Linked DNA regions of Zea mays: all the other regions are linked to region 2. The links are chromatin contacts, called in public Hi-C maps. All regions are on one chromosome and are shown on one strand. The core of a region is the stretch at or near the end of the contact, and the rest is flanking DNA. Distances in the headings are between cores, read along the strand shown. Region 1 holds the start of LOC103644198 (CLAVATA3/ESR (CLE)-related protein 25). Region 2 holds the start of LOC100277083. Region 3 holds the start of LOC103644199 (hydroxyproline O-galactosyltransferase GALT5).

Evidence for each region. Hi-C and Micro-C count contacts between places; a contact is called where the count stands out from the background.
Region 1: a contact with region 2 is called in a Hi-C map of ear, with 1.9 times the contacts expected there. The contact joins the promoter of LOC103644198 here to the promoter of LOC100277083 in region 2. A contact is called at or near these places in 2 of 25 Hi-C or Micro-C datasets (ear and tassel).
Region 3: a Hi-C map of ear shows a contact between it and region 2, with 2.6 times the contacts expected there. The contact joins the promoter of LOC103644199 here to the promoter of LOC100277083 in region 2. A contact is called at or near these places in 3 of 25 Hi-C or Micro-C datasets (ear, leaf and tassel).

What each region holds. Positions count from the first base shown.
Region 1 is chr1:296,552,673-296,556,846 of Zm-B73-REFERENCE-NAM-5.0, reverse strand. LOC103644198 (CLAVATA3/ESR (CLE)-related protein 25) reads right to left here and starts at 2,005. Exons shown (of 2, transcript NM_001328367.1): 1 at 1,597-2,005; 2 at 284-755. The coding sequence starts at 1,657. The coding sequence ends at 469. LOC109943558 (a long non-coding RNA gene) reads left to right here and starts at 520. Exons shown (of 2, transcript XR_002266587.3): 1 at 520-838; 2 at 957-1,184.
Region 2 is chr1:296,261,607-296,265,823 of Zm-B73-REFERENCE-NAM-5.0, reverse strand. LOC100277083 reads right to left here and starts at 2,112. Exons shown (of 3, transcript NM_001363972.1): 1 at 1,935-2,112; 2 at 1,673-1,769; 3 at 1,255-1,502. The coding sequence starts at 1,974. The coding sequence ends at 1,430. LOC100384848 reads right to left here. Exons shown (of 2, transcript NR_160677.1): 2 at 3,393-3,936.
Region 3 is chr1:296,571,994-296,576,233 of Zm-B73-REFERENCE-NAM-5.0, reverse strand. It overlaps LOC103644199 (hydroxyproline O-galactosyltransferase GALT5), which reads left to right and starts at 2,287. Exons shown (of 7, transcript XM_008667396.3): 1 at 2,287-3,168; 2 at 3,380-3,603; 3 at 3,695-3,982; 4 at 4,060-4,188. The coding sequence starts at 2,400. It overlaps LOC100280943 (50S ribosomal protein L4-like), which reads left to right. Exons shown (of 7, transcript NM_001374362.1): 6 at 389-562; 7 at 671-1,112. The coding sequence ends at 772.

The sequences.
Region 1 (4,174 bases), core at 756-3,255, 290 kb before region 2:
GGCCTGTAAGCCTGAATTTTGGCATAAACAGACTATATTCTGAAACCAAAAGAAGATAAAGCCCCAGCAAGCAAGAGAATTGCATGTGCCAGTGGTGCTTCTTTTTCAGAGTCCAGACCCATGACTCCTTTAGCAAACTTATGATGTGCTGCAGACCATACAGTGCCAATGCAAAAGAATGAACACCTCAAAGAAACACAGGGTACTTGTACTGAGATGTATAAAGCAGCTGCGGCCAAAAGACAGGGAGAGGAGGAGGAGGAGCTCTTCTTGCCCACATCCCTTTGTCAAGAAGAATCTCTGATGCTTGCTTGTTTCCATGTGACAGGGAAGCTTGGTACTTACTGCTCTCTTTACAAAAAAACAAAACAAAACAAAACAAACAAACCCCCACTGGCAGAATAGAATTGAATAGAATAGAATAGCCTTTGTTTCCCCTCCCCCAAAAAGCTAAAGTTCTCATCATGCTTAAAACCGTCTTAAATAGCAGTGCTTAGAAGAAGATAGGGCAGGCCACCTCCCCCTAGTTACACCCAGCATCCCAGCCAGACCCACCACCCCACGATGCACCTCTTGTCTGTTCCTCTTCCTCCATGCAATGCAAGTATGCAACGCAACGCATCTTCTGTTTGCTAGCCGCCGCTCCCAACACGTCGCTATCGCCGGCCTCTTCGGGTTCGGAAGCTTCCACGCCTCGGCATGCGCGCTCCCGACGTCATGCTCGTCCCGGCGATCGTCCTGACTTGCCGGTTCCTCTGCAGGATTTGAAACCGGGTTAGAAGCTGAAGCTGAAGCTGAAGCAGGGACTGAGACAGCAGCACAGTCTTTGTTTCGGCAGGTGATGCACTGAAACCGTTAAGGCTTTCCTGTAGTTTACCATCATGATGAACCGTGGGTGTGGTGCTGTGCTGTGCTTTGTTTTGACTGCTTTCATGGATGTAGACTAATGATTTCAGGAATGATATGTGCATCTACGTTGCTCACTGGGGGAATAGGACTTGTGTGGTTGCTTTTGCTGAAAGATTATAGCATATCATCATAGGGGAATGTGGGAGTGGTGAGGGAAAAAGAGCGCATGGCATCTTTTGCTCATATGCGTCGTCTCCCTTTGTTTTTTCTTCCCTCTCCCTGCGTTTTATCCGTTATCATTTATTTTATATTATTATGAAAAGTATTGTTTTTTCTTTCTTTCTTTCCTGACCTATCCTACGTGAAAATATCCAACAAAACATGGTAAATGGGAGCATATGGCAAGACAAAATGATCACAACAGACGCACTGCAAAACATTCACCTTTGCATACCACCAGTCAGAAACTGGTGAAACAAGAACATTCCCTTCATTCCGTAACGCAAGCTTAACAAACAAACAAGCCATGACAAAAAAAAACGTCAAGCGTTGGAATTCTGCTAGTTCAAGTTAGGTGAAGGCTGCAGCATTTGGCCTCATATCGTACGTAGTAATTTTTTTTGAAAATCCTAAAGCTTCTAGTTTCAAGAAACCAGTGCATTGGGTACAAGGGGAAAAAAGGGGGGGCCAACTCAAACACCAAAACCAAAGCTTGCAGCGCAGTAAGCTGTACGTAGATCAAAGTACCTGTTGTGGATAGGATCAGGGCCATTGGGCACCCTTCTCTTGCTGTCCTGGAAGGGATCATGAGCCTTGAAATCCTCCAGGGTCCTCAGCCCTCCGGCGCCTCCGCCCAGCATCATCCTCCTCCCGCCGATCGCCGCCGGCGGAGCCGCTTTCCTGACGCCGTCCACGACGAACGACACCAGAAGGAGCGCTCCGAACAAGATGGCCAATGCCGCTGGCGCCGCCCGCCTCACGGACACGGCCGACCTTCTCATGACACCCACCGACCAGTCGTCCGTCGCCGCGCAGCGCAGCGTCGTCTTCTTCTTCCGTAGAGCGGCCTCCTCCTCCTCCTCTCCTGGCGAGCGACAACGCTGGTCTTCTAAGAGCTTCTTCTCATGGCATGGGGTGGCGCTAAGTGTGATGCAACGGCTGCGGCTGCGCAACGTGACTGCATATTATAATGTGGGGAAGAAGTAGCGGCAGGATTTGTGTCAGTCGCTGTCGCGCGGGTATTCCTGCTTCTTGTTCTGTTCTGGCCTTCTTTCGCTTTGGCCCGATTCTGCTGTGCTTTTGAAGGATGCCCTGCCCCTAATGGAGGGGAGGGGGGGCAGCAGAGAGTAGAATCAAAGCAAGCTGAGCCACGCTCGCTTTTCTTTCTTTTTTTTTTTTTTTGTTGCGCTTTGCTTTTTGAGCCATGTTGTTTTCCTCCTGCCTTTCCCTTTTTTTTAATCCCCCTTGTTTTTTCTTCTTCTCGTGAAGAGAAGAAGGGTAAAAGACGGTGGATAAATAATAAAAAAAAGCATTGCTATCCGATCCTTAAGGCTGCCCCTGTTCTCCTTCTCCCTCAAGTAGTAGTACCATTCCTGTTGTGAGGTGAATTCAGGTCACATGTGGGAAAAGAAAAAGGGGAAAGAACTCATCTTTGAGTCATTCTAGGAGAGAAGCAGCATGACGCATGAGAGATCGCAGCCACGGCAAAGGTGGCGCTCAAAAGCAGCGGCTCTCCAAGTCCAAAGTGAGCTGCTGCAGCAGCACCCTGAAGAAATAAACTTCGCTTTCATGTGATCTGTCACAATCCTTTTGAGTGTCCCCTTTTTTCTCTCTCTTTTACTTTGGGTGAATTGATGCAAATGCTCTTCCATCACGAACCGAAACTGTGGTTTTTTTAAAAAAAATTCTCCGCTAAGTAAAGTGAATTTCAACTTTGATATGGTATTCTGAACATGCTCACTGAAGCCCATCCGTTTCGAATATTATCTGTATCGGCGTGACCAGATCTTGTTGGATTGCTGCTTCCTTCGTGCTGGTGCCCGTGCCCGTGCCCTCCTTCCTTTCTTTGGCAGATCAGAGCTTGAGACAGGAGGCCGAGGCCATTCTATATTGTGGAAAGGGCCAATGCAGTTGGTTATTTGGGAGACAGCCTGACGCGCTCGCTGTCCTTAAACCCACTGTGAAGCAAGACAACAAAATACCAAAGCAAGCAGGAACAAACAGAAAGTTCCATTCCATGGCATGGCATGGCACAGTGGTGTCACCCCGAGCCAGCCTACTGTGGCAGGCAGTAAGATCACAAATCACAGCGTCTCCAGATTGCAGTAAAAACTCAGGTTTCATGGAAACACGGACAGACTTGAAAACCTCTAAACATTATGAATGCCATCACCATCCATAATCGCAAAAAATCCAATCCAATCCAAGGCCGCGGTCCAATCCATGCCCATCCTCATCCGAATTTGGTCCTGCGCTGGCTCCTCCCAACGGCGGCTCGAGTTGCAACCTTGGCATATTACAGACAGCTCTTCTTGTGCTGAGTTACTGACCTGCTGACTGCTGAGTCTCGTGACCGGGCTAATATCGCATGAGTAAGCCTGATGCCGCCCATGACACGCAAATCTCGCTTTTCTGATGCTTTTTTTCTTTCTCTCCCCACATCAATCCACTTGGGTGCAGACCATTTCTCACCCTCCCTAAGACCCTAACCTTACAACCCTACAGGCGACAAGAACCGTACTTGGCAGTAGGTGTGGGCTAGCAGGCCGACGGATATGGGCCTAATGGTGTGGGCAAAGATGTCTCGGAGGAACATGTCTTGGGCCCCAGCGTAAGGCCCTGTTTGGAATCAACTTAGTTTTCAAGTCTCTAGAAACTGGTTTCTATAAAAAGAAAAAAACTGATGATGTTTGGAGCCACCTGGTTTCTATAAAGTAGTTTTATCTAGAGATGACTAGCTTCTTAGTTTTTAAGAAACTGGAAATCAAGTTTATATAAACTGGAGGAAAAACTAATATGTTTAGAACCGCCACAGTTTTATAAACCAAATTTTTAAGAATTGGATGCTTCCAAACATGCCATAAGTTATTTACAGACTCGTTTGTCAGAGTTTCGCTCTATGATTCTCTATTTCCAAGAGCTGATTCTCTAATACATTTATTTTGAATGATTCTCTAGCAAAGTAATCTATGTGATGAAAACCAATTGGTAAATAGTCTGTAAACTCATTTCTAAGGGTTTGAAGAGTGGAGAGCAGATTTCCAATACAAAATATAGACTAGATTCACTATGTTCTCACAATGGAGCAGCTCAGTTTTTTGTTGTT
Region 2 (4,217 bases), core at 863-3,362:
ATAAGGAGATATGGTACTAGAAACTGATACCGGCCTATTTAAACTTGTTATCGCTGATATTTAAATGTGAATCATTACTATTGTCATTTACGTTACATTTTATCCGGCACCTAAAATTCAGAGGGGATACACTAAAAACGACCATGGTTCCATTTGAGAAATAAATGGTACATTCCATATGAGAAATCAACGGCGGACTTTTATATTGCGCATAACTTCTTTACACGCGGGCGTATCCCCTCGCCTGTTTTGGGCCGGTCAGACACGACCCAGAAACGGGCTCAAAGTACGGCCCGACACGAAATATATTGGGTCGTGTTAGCACGACATGAATAAAGGGCTGGTCTAGGCTTTGATTTTGAGCCCATCGTACCACCCGGTCCGGCACAAGTGACTGGGCCGTGCTCGGGGCGGCCCGACGGCAAAAAGGCCGGTAAAAATATGACATCAAAATTATATTAGATTTCATTATATATATCTTCAAAATGGCTTGTTTGGTTGTGGACCGTGCCTGGACCGGCTCGGTCCAAGACAAGCACGACGTGCTTTACTGCCGTGTCAGGCTTAGATTTTAAGTGTTTAGTTTAGTACGGTCCAAAAATATTAAAGACCGTGTCGGCCTGAAGACTTAAGGCCCAAGACACGATGGGCTCGTGCCGTACCGGCCCGGCCCAAGTTTCAGGTCTAGCCGCGACAAGCGCACCGACACCGAGCATTCATGGGGCTGCATTCCATGAGAGCAATCATCCGGCGTGGGTGGCAGCCAGAACGCTTCCAGACTGGAGTGGGCGAGTGGCTTCTAGAGCACAGACCACGCCTGGCGCGATCTGGACCGTCACCATCGTGTTGTTCTTCGGGCTAGAACCACGCCGAGAGCATAGCTAGCCGCCTAGCAGCCCTCAAACTCACACGCATGCGCAAGAAAATGGTCGTCTCCATCCATCGCCATCCCCGGCCCGGCCCTCCTGCGATCACAGCCTCCCCCGCCGGCTGCGCCTAGAGCCATTTCCTCCCGAATTCACGTGTCTGAAAAGGCGCCGGATTCGCATATATTCCGGTGACGGGACACACGGGGCTTTCGGTTGTGGCTTGCGTGCGACTGCAAGTGGAAGAAGGTGAGAAGCATCCGGTCTGCTTCTGCTCCTCTTCTCTATCCACCCAGTAGTCACCTCGCCTTCTTTTCAAAAAGCTCAGCCGCAGTGGTGAAGGTAAATGGTTCCCTTCCCAGGCGAGGCGCAGCAGGCCAACAAGAACTCAACGGCGAATATGTTCTCGATTCAGCAGCAAATTAGAAGCAATACCATGACAGATACACACCAACTCGACCGAGATACAGATCATCTCGAGCTTGAAGGTTGCAGGAATAAAGCTAAGAGTACAACTGGATACATACATATTATATATACCAATAGGTTCTTCCTCGTCTAGTCTAGCTGACGAAGATGATGGACGGGTCGCAGCAGCACTCGTCGATCAAGCAGCAGCAGCACAGCGCGGCCAGGCTGCAGAATAACCGATTAGATTATGATGGCGCAAGAACGTAACAGATGAAGCGAGAGCCATCACTTGGAATTAACCACACAGTACAGAGACGACAGAGCCTGCACAGTAAACTTGCGGCAGAGGAATAATAGAGAGAGGGTCAGAGAGTTGGCCGGCCGGGAATACGTACCAGCCTTCCAGGAAGCTCGGCTCCCTTCTGGGCGGCGGCGCGGCGTACTGCGGCGGCGCCATCACCGGCGGGCCCTGGTACGGCCCCTGGTAGTAACCTGTTTTTTTTTGGGTACACAAATCAACCAAGAAACGAAAAGTAACCTGTCAGCACCGGATCGACCAAGCAGTTCTATTCGTTTCTTCACACGGATCGGATCAAATCGATGAGGACGATGATGGATCGAGACGAGCAGCGTGGTGTGTATGTAGCGTGGAAGTACCTTGCGCGGGGTAGGGGTAGGCGTACTTGGGGTCACTCATCCTCTGCCCTTGCCGTGCTACCTCTTCCGGGGAAGCTGGACGAAGCGCGAGCAACAGACCACTGGAAAAGGGAATGGGGACTGCACGCGACGACGATTATGTTATGCCGACGGCAGACGGGTAATGGAGCAGGTGCGTGCTGGGCCGCCCGTGCCTCGCGCGTCACTTTATAGGCCCGCCGCAGCCGAGGTACGTGTCGGCGGCCTGAGGCATCCACGAACGCGTGTTGGACGGGTGGAACCGCCAGTGCAGGCAGCGAAGCATCTGGAGGAAACCCGCGGCCGCGTCTGATCATGCATGGGCATTGGCGGCTGGGAGGCGTTCCTTGGGCTTGGGTGCGTTACGTTACTTCCCTGCCAGGTTTTCGCATCTATACTACTGCTACAGCAATACAGCACATGACTTGCCTTTTTTATTTTTCTTTTTTTTGCTGACAAATGCAAGCGTGTTTCCGTTCCGTCTCCGTGTTTCTCTTCGCAACAAGTCCGGCCGGCGGCGCGGGCTTCTAGACCTCACTAGCATCTCAGAATGGACCGTCCATCCAATTTCAAACTTCCAATAATGATGTTCTTCTCTTCTCTGGTCAGCAGTGGCGTTTTAATTCGGTACGAAAGCTGTTTGAATGAGCGAGAAAAAAATCTTTTTTTTTCTTTCCAAATGTGGCTTCCTGCGAAATCCATCGGTGGACCGAGGACGCGCCATGGTAGCGACAAACTAGCTGCCTCTCTGATTCGAGACGTAAACATGCTGCTTTAAAGTTTGTCGGAATCAAGCTACGGGCTAACAAAACCGTTTCAATTCAATTTCCCGCTAACCAACGAAAACGAAAAACCAGACGATTTTCGGCGGATTTCAAATTTTCTAACCGGTTTATAAGTTCAAATTCAAAACGTAGTTTTCGTGAATCCTAGCCGAGCAACTGTCTCGGTAAAATTCGTTTTTTTTAGAAAACTTGGTGTACAGGTTTTCAAAATTTTAAAAAACGAATCTGTTTTCTCAGCCAAAAAAAAAACTAAAAACAAAATTGGCACATCGAGTCGACATCTGGTTTGATAAAACCTGATTTTAGACGGTTTTGCACGAACTAATCAAGTAACATGAGCCATTCCTGGTTTTGTAAGTTTTAGAATCCAAATGACACAAGTTCGTTTAATGACTGTTCCTGCATTTTACTCAAAAATAAGAAAAAAAAAACATGAGTGCTAGTCCAATCATCAGTACCGTAAGATGTTTGGTGAGATTTTCTCTCTTCTTCCAGTTGGAGACTTGGAGGCCAGCAGATCCGATTTTAATTGAAAACAAACACGCCATTATCATAATGTTCACAACATTAATTTTTATAATGGATATCATGGTCATCACAAAACGAATTAGTCTTTAAATTCCATAAATGGTGAAACATAAATAATGCTATGTATCACTCGTGTCATTGTTCTCCTAAATATTTGATAGTTTTTTTTCTCCGATCGCAACGTACAGACATGTTTGCTAATTGCTAGTATTAATTAAGAGGACAAGTTACAGTTAGGTTCTACTAGATGGGCAATACAGTTAGGTATTTGGCTTAATCGAACAGCTGTATGAACAGAGTCCTAGCTAACTGCGCTAACAAATGCGCCACAGAATTCTGCTCGCGGTTCACCTGACGTTTCTCCATTTATTTGAAGGCATCAACTACTTAACTTCCTTAACATGCATGAAAGGTAATCTCAGATCTATCCTCTTCTGAAGTCGTCAGACCATTCACCACTCATGAGCAACCTGATCCAAGGACCACCAGCAAATGCACCCATTGTGACACAAGGCAAAGTCTTATACATGATCAGTTTCAGCTTCTGCAGGACTTGACGAGTTCAATAAAACACGGCATGCTGAAAAGCATACATCACCTGCCAAAATACAAAATCCAGCATCTCCAATTTGCTCAACAAATTAACCTTGAAGTGCTTCTCTCTGATACACCTGCATTGCAATTTATATCAGCTATATATTCCATGAAAAGAAAGTTTGCATCAGCTATTTGTTAGTTACACATGACATAACCACCACCTAGGATTACATGAATGCCAGCATTGCAGATAATTGTATGGAGTGTATCACAGCAGGATTACACGATCCTACTGAATTATAGAATTTTTATTTGAAGTAACTCGAAGAAACCATGTTATCATGAAGACAATCAGCAAAGGGACTAATCAACTAACAGTTTCATTTGCTTCAAAATAATTCCATTATCTAGATCG
Region 3 (4,240 bases), core at 1,038-3,537, 310 kb before region 2:
TTTGCACAAAAAGTTGAATTGTTATTTACTAGAAAACGTAAGTACAAACTGACATTATTTCCCTGCTTTCCTTAAAGTTAACTGTCAAAAACAATGTGGGCATATGATATTATGTGCTTGTTTTATCTACATTCTTTGACGTGGTTATAAAATTTTAGTCTGCACACATCCAGAGCATTCTTGAGCTTTTCTGTCCTGCAGGAAACAAACCCCTAAGGGCTAGTTTGACAACTCCATTTTCCCAAGAGATTCCCATTTTCTCAAGGGAAAATGAACTAATTTACCTTGGGAAAATGGAATCCCTTGGAAAAATGGGGTTGCCAAACTAGCCCTAAGAATTTCATTGTTTGCTTTAAAATTTACTGGTCCATGTTTTTTCTCTGTATAGCTCTTGATCTTTGAGGACTTGGAAGTTCCTAGCCACAAGACGAAAAACATTGTGCAATACATTAGACAGATGGATGACTCAAAGAAGGTTCTGTTGGTGGATGGAGGCGACATTGATAAGAAGCTAAAGCTGGCCACTCAAAACCTTCACTACGTTAACGTACTTCCTTCCATTGTAAGTTCTATGATTTCAGTGCTTGAGTGGTCAAACTAAGTTCTGTTTGCTTGGAATGGCCCTTTTTTCTGGTTAAAAAAAAACCCACTCCGCCTTCATGAAACGCAGGGCCTCAACGTCTACAGTATCCTCCAGCATGACACCCTTGTAATGACTCGGGCCGCTATCAACAGAATCGTCGAGCGGATGCATACCCCCATCAACCGCTAGCAAGGAGGGTTTCTGAGTCGCACCACTGCTTCTTACAGCCAGCAACCTGTGCTTTTTCGTTCCCTGTTAAAGCTCGAAGGTTTCCTGTTATCTTGGTGCTAACATGGAGCTGCAACGTGAGCTGTTTATTTTCTGTCAGACTGGAGGTACCGACCGAGGTAGGAGGGAAATGTTGTGGCCTTTTGTAAGCAGGTCATTGGATGTTTATTTTAGATTATTTTTTGGCGTTTTACCCACACTACCCTTGAAACTTAGTGAGTTCTTATCCAGCAAATAAGATTATGTAATCCTGGATTATATAGGTCCAAAGCTTGGGACAGCAATTTGTTTAGAGTCCTGTATAATCTAGCTGTCACGTCGCAGGACTCACGTGGAGAAAGATGAAGGGATTTGCATCGTTTAGGGTTTAGTAAGTGGCAGCGGATTCTGTATTTACTTGGATTTGGTCCATTTTCATAGAAGTTGGCTGAAAACGAAAGGTTTGGTTGGCAGAAGCCAATTCTAAGAGACATAAGCTAAAACAAATAGGCCCATCATCCATATTAAATAAGCTAGATTGTATATTTTTAGAAGCAAACAAATAGGCCCTATTTTAATCTAAAATTTTACTGTCTACGCTGTAAATCTCGCCGCACCTTGATTTCGGTCCGTCCGTCGCAGCCGAAGTATGAATTTGATGTTTTTTAAGGTCCAAACAAGCACAACAACTCTATTTTGTCACGCCAACAAAAAAAAAATCGCGGCAATCTTTCCATGCAAGTGTGTAACGGTAGACTGCTTCCACTTCTTTCCACATTAGCACAACGTGTTTTTGCTTCGCTGCGGCGCAGAGTGATTTTGCTACGCTACGTGGCTTGACATGGACAGAAATTTTAGACGCAAAAAATGAGATCTGAATGGATTATCTTTGAAATATGATTTGAGAAAAGGTTGGGGAAAAAGAGAAATTACCGGACCGACTGACCGTGAGGAACGCGGGGTAGCCCGTACTTGAGACCCAGACCCAGGCACCCAGCCAAACCAATCCGTCTGACCGTCTTGGAGTTAAAAGAAAAAAAAAGTCCAATCCGCAAGCTAACGTGACGACCATTGCCGGGGCCCCGGGGCCGGTGGCGCCGCGTCCGGTCTCCCTCGCCGGCTTGGCGCGTGGACCATAGCGCGTGCGGCTCCATCGCACGAGTCCTTGTATTGGCAATCTGCCGATGTTCCCTCTGGACTGGAAGCCTGTTTGAATTGCACCTTCCACCGCTGCACTCCCTGCCGTGCCCCGACTTGCGACCACAGTCCACAGGTAGGTACGGTAGCAACCGCCCGTGTCGGTGTAGCTACTACGCATTTACTGGTACGTGGAGGAGGTTCAGGTTCCAAAATCGGGCGAACCAAGCCGTGGCTGGCTCACGAACGCCGCGTGCGTTCCTGGCTGGCTTCCTGCCTGCCCCACCCCCACCCCAACGCAACGGTCTGGTCTTAAACACTCAGACCCAGACGCCACATCAACTCCCACGACACCTCCCCGAAAAAGTCTCTTGCCCGCGCACGCGCACGTCTCCCCAAACGGCTACTTGAACTTGACCGACTCCCCGAGCTCTCCCCTGCCCCTCCACCGTAGCTCGCGAACCGCCGCGCCATGCCGCCCAAGCGCGCGTGCCGCCTGGCGCTGCTGGCCGCGGCGGCGGCGTACCTCCTCTTCCTCCTCCTCTTCGAGCTGCCCTCCTTCTCCGTCTCCACCGCGTCTCCCCGCCTCGCCCAGGCCGCCACGCGCCGCGAGCTCCTCCGCGCCTCCTCCGCGCGCTCCCCGCTCCGCCCCCGCACCAGCGCCCCGCTCGCCGTCTCCTCCGTCCGCGTCCACCGCCGCGCCACCAGCTCCTCCTCCTCCGCCTCCGCCGCCGCCGCCATATCATCCATCGACGCCTCGGCCGCCGCCGCCTTCGCCGCCGCGGCGCCGCACCTCGCGCGCCTCCTCTCCGCCCCCGCTCCCCCGTCCTCCGCCCCTTCGCCGTCCCCGACCGCGGCCGCCTCGGCCTCCTGCCCCGCGACGGTCTCGGCGCCGAGGGACCAGCTCGCGAGCGGCGCGGGAGTCGCGGTGGACCTGCCGTGCGGGATGGCGGTGGGGTCGCGCCTCACAGTGGTGGCGCGGCCGCGCGCCGCGCGCCCGGAGGTCGCGGGAGCGGGGGACGGGGCCGCGCCGCCGGTCATGGTGTCGCAGTTCATGCTCGAGCTCCTTGGCACCAAGGCGGTGCAGGGGGAGGAGCCGCCCAGGATACTCCACTTCAACCCCAGGATCCGCGGGGACTTCAGCGCCCGCCCCGTCATCGAGCTCAACACTTGCTACCGGATGCAGTGGGCGCAGCCGCAGCGGTGCGAGGGGTGGCAGTCACGCCCGGACGACGACACTGGTGAGCTCCTCCGCTGCTATCGCGTCCAGTCCATTCGTTTGTGTACTACTCTATTCCATCGCGTCGTTGGGTAGGAATTAGAAACTACCTTTCGTCTGAACCTGGTACATATTCCTTCGTCTTCGAGAATGTAGTACCTTGGGATTTGGAAAGTCAGCTTGCTAAATTGTCTCCAAAATAACCTCAAGTTATATTATTATTGACTTCTCAGTTGATGGGGAACTGAAGTGTGACGAATGGATTCGTGATGGTAACAACGAGACACAAGAATCACGGATGAAACGGTGGCTGAACCGTTTGATTGGTAGGCCGAAAGTCAATCGGCCATACCCATTTGCGGAGGGCAAGCGATTTGTTTTGGTCATAACAGCTGGTTTGGAGGGCTACCATGTCAATGTTGATGGCCGGCATGTCACGTCATTCCCTTACCGCACCGTGAGTGTGTTATGGAACTGTTGTAAGCACTTTTCTCGGTGATATCTCAAGATTTAATTTTCTAATGTTGCTCAATGTTTGGCCCTTACAGGGCTACAATCTTGAGGATGCGACACAATTGTCTTTGAAAGGAGACATTGATGTCGAGTCCGTTTTGGCTGGTTCATTGCCCACTTCACCTCCTACTTCTGCAACAAGAAGTTACCTTGAGATGTCTAAACAGTGGAAGGCCTCACCCTTGCCAACTGAACCTGTTGAACTTTTTATTGGGATCCTGTCATCTGCTAACCATTTCGCCGAGCGTATGGCAGTTCGGAAATCATGGATGATTTCTACCAGGAGATCATCTGATGTTGTTGCGCGCTTCTTTGTTGCTCTGGTACCTTTCTACAACTGAATTATTAGTTTGATAGCAATTTTGTGCTCAAATCTAATGGTAAAGAAAACAATTCACAGAATGGAAGAAACGAGGTCAATGAAGAGCTGAAGAAGGAAGCAGATTACTTTGGGGACATTGTTATAGTTCCATTCATGGATAACTATGACCTTGTTATTCTAAAAACTATCGCCATCGTTGAGTATGGGGTGAGTAATTTGGGTTTTGTGTGAATGGATTTATTTTAGTTCCTTTATCATG